Linked DNA regions of Mus musculus: region 2 is linked to region 1. A link is a contact called in public HiChIP or PLAC-seq data. All regions are on one chromosome and are shown on one strand. The core of a region is the stretch at or near the end of the contact, and the rest is flanking DNA. Distances in the headings are between cores, read along the strand shown. Region 1 holds the start of Erf (Ets2 repressor factor). Region 2 holds the start of Zfp575 (zinc finger protein 575).

Region 1 (2,759 bases), core at 76-2,575:
GGTGGGGTGGGTGGGCCGGTCGGGGCACACACCCGCACATAGGAGCCGGAGCCGCGGCCGCCGCCGGGGGAAGGAAACAAGTTTGAACAGCGGCGCCCGGCCCCCTTCCCCCTCCCCTCGTCCCCGCCCCGGGCCGGATTCCGACGGGGCAGACGGGCAGGGGGCGGCGAGGCCCCCTCCCCCCGCGCGCCCGGGCGCAAAGTCCAGCCTGTGCGAGCCCGGGGGCGGCGGGGGAGGGGAAGGGGGAAAGTCCGAGTGGGAGGGGGGGTTAATCCTGCTGCCCCCCGCCCGGCGATGGGGGGGGAGGGGAATCCTGGCCCCTTAAGGAGGAGCAACTTGGCGGGGAAGAGAGGGGCGGAGGGAAAAGACGGCCCGCTGAAAGAAGCGCAGGATCGGGGAGGGGGAAGGACGAAGGGAGAGCCTCTGCATTCCCCCCCCCCCCCCCATCTTTCCCACCCTCCTCAACTCCCAGCCTCCGCCCGCGCCGGAGGAGGGTACCCAAGTCTCCCCTGAGCCACCTTAAAGCCGCGCGTTCTAAGGTCGGAAACAAAAAGTTCCTTTTTCGAACGTTCGGGCTGCGCTTTGGAACTTTGCGACTCAGTCCGGGCGGGGGAGCGAGGAGACGGACGGGGGAGGGGCGGTGCAGCCCGGACCCCGAGTCCCGTGTTCCCCTCTCACGCCCAGCTCCAGGCCATCCCGTATCCCGCTCACCGGGTGCTGGGCACGCGCTGCCGTGAAGGTCACGGGCCGGACCGCGCAGCGCAGAACCGAGCATAGCGGGTCCCTGTACAGAACCCCCACCTCGCACCGCACACGTCCCGGCCCCCGGAGTGCAACGTGACAGAACGACAGGGAGGGGACTCTGCCACCCCAGTGATCCCGGGAGAACCCAGGTTGCCGAGTCCGGGAAGGGAAAGCCCAGCACCCGCAGCACCCATACCATTCCGAAAGGATCCACAGAATTGGGGCTCCCAGGCAGCACCCCAGCTCGCGCCTCTAGAAGCAACAGGTCTCGAGTGCTTGGGGGTCCCCAAGAACTGGGTATCAATCGGGCTCCCCAGAACCCCTTCAGCCCCCACCCAAAGTTTTCCCTCCCGGTTTCCCGGGGCAACAAGTCTCCCCCACACGTGCTGCCCCCGCCCCCACCTGTGTCCGCCGGGGTCTTCATGCTGGGGGGCCCGGGGCAAGGCGCCCCAACTCCGGGCCGCTGCTCCTGGCGCCCGCGTTGCCCCGTCCCGTCCCGCGCCCGTTGGGACGCCCTCGCCGCCGCACCCGGCCTCGCCTCTCAGAGCCTCTCCCCTCCCCGCCGCCGCCTCCCGGGTTAATATCGCACTCCGGGGCCGGGACGCCCACGCCCCCCGGCCGGCGACGTCACCGCCGCGTCGCCATGGAGACACTGTGCCCGCCCCCTCCCGCGCACTCACACACGCTTGCCGGCGCGCAGCCACTGAGGACCGGCCGGCTCTTGGCTTAAAGGGGCCGCGCGGCGGGGGGGGGGGGGGGGGGAGGAAGGGCAGGGAGGGGCTGGGGAGGTCCTGGGGGTCACGACCCTTCTTGGAGGCTCTAAGTCAGAAGAACTTAAGTCTTCAGCACTCAGTACCTGCTGCCTCTCTTCTGCCCTTTCCTGGCTCCAGAGTTTCTTTTGGGACCTTTTTGGAGGAAAGGAATTATATGAAGGGGGACGATCAGAAATTTTTGTGGGGAAGGGGCAGAGTCTTCTCCGCAGGGGGGCGGAGTCTGGATCTTGGAGGATGATCAAGAGCACAGCCATTTCCCAGCCTGAGTTTACCCAACCCCCTCAACCCCGAGCCTGAAAGAGGGCAGCTGTCCAGGGGTGGGGTGGAATGGGTGGGAAACATTTCCCAGCATCGGAAATGGGGAGGCGGCTGTACCCTCGACTCCTGTGGAGATGGGGTCTTGGCCTTCCTGATAGACCCAGTCCAGCTGGGGAGGAAGTGACCAGAATGCATTCGGGAGCCCCCACAATCACCACTGTCCCTTAGGCTGCAGCTGTCCTGGGAACGCGGCCGGAGGTACCCCCACCTCCACACTGGAGCAGGGGGTTCCGGAGATAGTGCCAGGATGCTGGGGGCGACCCAAGTCTGAACAAATGTGCTCCGGAGGAGCATTGGGGGTCGCCAGGAGAGAGGAAGACAGGGCTTAAGACCAAAGGCCCGAGCGTAGGGGAAGTGTTAAGTCTGTGTTCGCTGCAGCAGATAGGAGGAATGGATGGAGCCTGAGGCTCGGGAAACAGGAAATCGGGGTACCGATCGGATGCAGGTAGGCAGCCTGCTACTGGGTAGAGGGGAAGCAGAGCTATATTCTCATAAACTAAACCTAAACAGTCTCAGGGAAATAATGAAAAATAAACCAACCGGAGTTACCAAAGGAAGAGATAGGGGACTAGGAGACTGAAAAGATGATGAATCAGAGCCGTGAGATGCGGCAAGCAAGAGGGAAGGCCTATCTGGCTCAGGCTATAGGTGCTTAAGGCTTCAAACCCAAACTTCTCCGTTGTTGGGTTCCTATTCAGCCTTTAAACCAGCTCACGGGTGCTAGAGAGAAGTCTCATGCCTCCTCCTTAGGGAGACCATGGCCTCCAGGGAAGTGTCACCCCTTTGGGAATTATGTAACCTTGCCTACGGACAGTGCAGCTCCCCACGGATATTGTAACCCTCTGGGAGCAGCGTGGTCCAGCAATAATCATCATTGTTACAATAACAGCTCTCAATTCTTAGTGCTCACGATGTGCCAGGCTG
Region 2 (2,759 bases), core at 92-2,591, 660 kb before region 1:
TCCCTCTGCCTCTACCTCCTGAGCGCTGGAACTAAAGGTGTGCGCCACCACGTCGGGCCCTGTCATCTCTTAATACTAGAGGGGTATCTCAAAGTGTCCGAGGAGGCAAGTGTCACACTGGTGTCCCACTCGAGGACATTTCTGCTTGCCCTCTGACCCCACGTCCTATGAGCGCCTCAAAGAGTTGCCAAGCCAGTGCCGAAAGCTTCTAAAGTGTCCATTTCCAACACTACCCATAATCCCCCACAATCTGCTAAGGGTAGTGGTGGTGGTGGCCCCAATGGTCATTACGTTGGTTCTCCTGGGCTGTCACTCCTGGGGAATGATCCCTATGAGAACCTGGGCTGCTCTCACCTTTGGTCTCCGGGTCCTGACAGGTGGGACTAGGTTCCGAGGCCCTGACCTCGGACTTCACGCTTCCACCCAGCATCTTGCTGGCAGAGGGACCAAGGGGCAGCTGGGCAAGGGGCGAGGATGGCGCCAGTGGTTAACAAGTTCATGGAGACAGGGGTGCGGGCCTAAAATCAAAAGGCCAGTCTGTTTAGAACCAGGCTGTTGGTTAAGTCTAGTCCTAACTCAAGAGCAGAAGGCTGGAAGGTGGAGCCTAAGTACACACTAGGAGGGGATATGAAAATAAAACCAAGAGATAATCTTTTCACTGGGTGGGGTGGGGCTATCTCAGAGTGGGCGGGACCGCTAAATCTGGAGTGGGCGGGGCTATACAAAAAGAGCAGTCAGTGGCCCGGCCACCCAAGCCCAGGGGCTGGTCTTTGAGCGCAGTGGGTGTGCCCTTGGCCACCCTGTCCCAGAAGCGCTTTGGGTACAGTGGAAGGGATTCTAGTAGAAAGGGGGGCTTACCCTGTCTTTAGTCTCAGCCTACTGATGCTGTGTCGCTAAATCGCATCTCTGGCATAGAACTGGGGACTCAGAGAATTAGGGAAACCTGGAGAAAAAGACGAAAGGAAGGTGTGGCTTATAGAACCACCTAGAGACCCAGAATATAGACTTTCATGGAGGGAGTCCCAAACGTCTGGCATCGCATGCACTCCTCAAAAACCAGAGCACCGAGATCCATATCTACCCTTCGCGGAGAGATCCTAGCGGCCAGCCCCCAATCCATCTCCAGGAGACCAGGACCCAGCCCTTCTCACCTGCAGGGCGGTCCCTCCCCGGGGGTGGGGCTCCGGAACCCTCCCGTCTCAATTAAGCCTCGTGAGCTACCTTGTAGCCCTCGGACCTGCACCTCCCAGCGGGCGCTGGGACGCCGTTGGAGGAGAGAAGAGCGGGAAGGAGATTGCCGAGCCGTAGGGCCCAGCTTCACTTCCATCCCCTCCTCCCATCCGGGGCTGGAGGGGGCGTCGGCACGCATGCGCACTCTCGGCCAGCAAGAGGCTGCAGAGGGGGAAGATGTGATGGAAGGAGGGAATGACTGAACCACCCAGCTGGCAAGTTAGTGAGCAAGCGCGAAGCTATCCGCCTAAGGATCCTAGCTAGGAAAGTGCACATCTGTAAGGATGTGGTTAATCCCTCCTGTTTTCTCCTTCCTGTGATAGGGTCTCAAGTAGCCCAGGCTAGCATCAAACTCCCTACATAGCCGAGAATAGCCATGAACTGGTAGTCCTCATGTCTTCACCTCCCAAGTGCCTTGCTAAGACAGACTGCACAGGCCCGCTCCCCCACCCCTTCCCCACATTCCCACTCCGGTTTCTTTTTGTTACTGCCCCTGTTATTTTCTTTCAAATGTTAATTACATTTAGTTACTTGTTTGTCATTGTGGATGTGTTTGAGTGTGGTGGTCAGAGGACAACTTGTGGACTCTTGTGGACTCTTGTGGACTCAGTTCTCACTTTCCACCTTGTGGGTCCCAGGAATCGAACTCAGATCTTCACGCTTGGCTGCAGCTGCCTTTAACCACTGAGGTGTCTCTTTGGCCTTGCATTGAGAATTCCATGTATAGTCTGAATTCAGCCTTTGGGAGCCGTTCAAAAAGCTCAGGTCGATTCGATTCTATTCCTCCAAGCCTTTACAGAAAGTTTGGCTATTTCTTCAGAAAGGGCAAGGGGCAGTACTCAGTTGACCCCCCGAAGGCACTTGCATAGTACTTTAGGCACCCTTCACCGACATTTACCACGCCTAGCACCCCGTGCTACCTACTGCCCCTCCCTAGGTGGCCTAGGAGTGCCAGGCCAAGGGTGACATTGAGTGCTTGGCCTACTTCCAGGCAGCGACAGTACAACTTCCTGCCCAGCGCTAGTATGCCTGTGATGTGCTCATAAAAGTCCTCCGCACTCAGCCGGATAATCCATGACGTCTGGTCAACCCTGGGAGTCACGGGAGTTATTTGGTGGGGCTGAGTAACTGGTTTGCGCTGGACTCTGCCAATTTCTAGTCGTGTGACGATGAAGAAGTCACCTTACAGTTATGGGCCTCAGTGTCTTATATTATATAAGTATATTAGAGAACCAATGGAAACCGGCTTAAACATTGCTATTGTTCAGGCAGTGTTGCTTTTTTTTTTTTGACACAGGGTCTTGCTACATAGCTCTGGCTATAGAGCAGGCTGGCCTCCAAGACACAGAGGTCTGCCTGCCTCTGCCTCTGCCTCCCCAGTGCTTGAATCAGTGGTATGCACCACCAAGCCCTGCTCCAGCTAGTGCTGTTAAGCACTGAGTCTCTCTCTCAAGTTCCTTTATGAATATTTTAAAAATTACACCGTGAGTGTGGTGGCGCACGCCTTTAATCCCAGCACTCATGGGGCA

What was found. HiChIP or PLAC-seq counts read pairs in DNA pulled down with a chosen protein or histone mark.
Region 2: a contact with region 1 is called in a FOXA1 HiChIP or PLAC-seq map of pancreatic cancer cells. The contact joins the promoter of Zfp575 here to the promoter of Erf in region 1. A contact is called at or near these places in 1 of 39 promoter capture datasets (liver) and 1 of 115 datasets of contacts at active chromatin or transcription factors (pancreatic cancer cells).

Annotation. Positions count from the first base shown.
Region 1 is chr7:25,249,433-25,252,191 of GRCm38.p6, forward strand. It overlaps Erf (Ets2 repressor factor), which reads right to left and starts at 1,326. Exons shown (of 4, transcript NM_010155.3): 1 at 1,147-1,326. The coding sequence starts at 1,168.
Region 2 is chr7:24,586,300-24,589,058 of GRCm38.p6, forward strand. It overlaps Zfp575 (zinc finger protein 575), which reads right to left and starts at 1,342. Exons shown (of 4, transcript NM_001033205.3): 1 at 1,152-1,342; 2 at 859-943; 3 at 355-518. The coding sequence starts at 430. It also overlaps a transcript of Ethe1 not described here.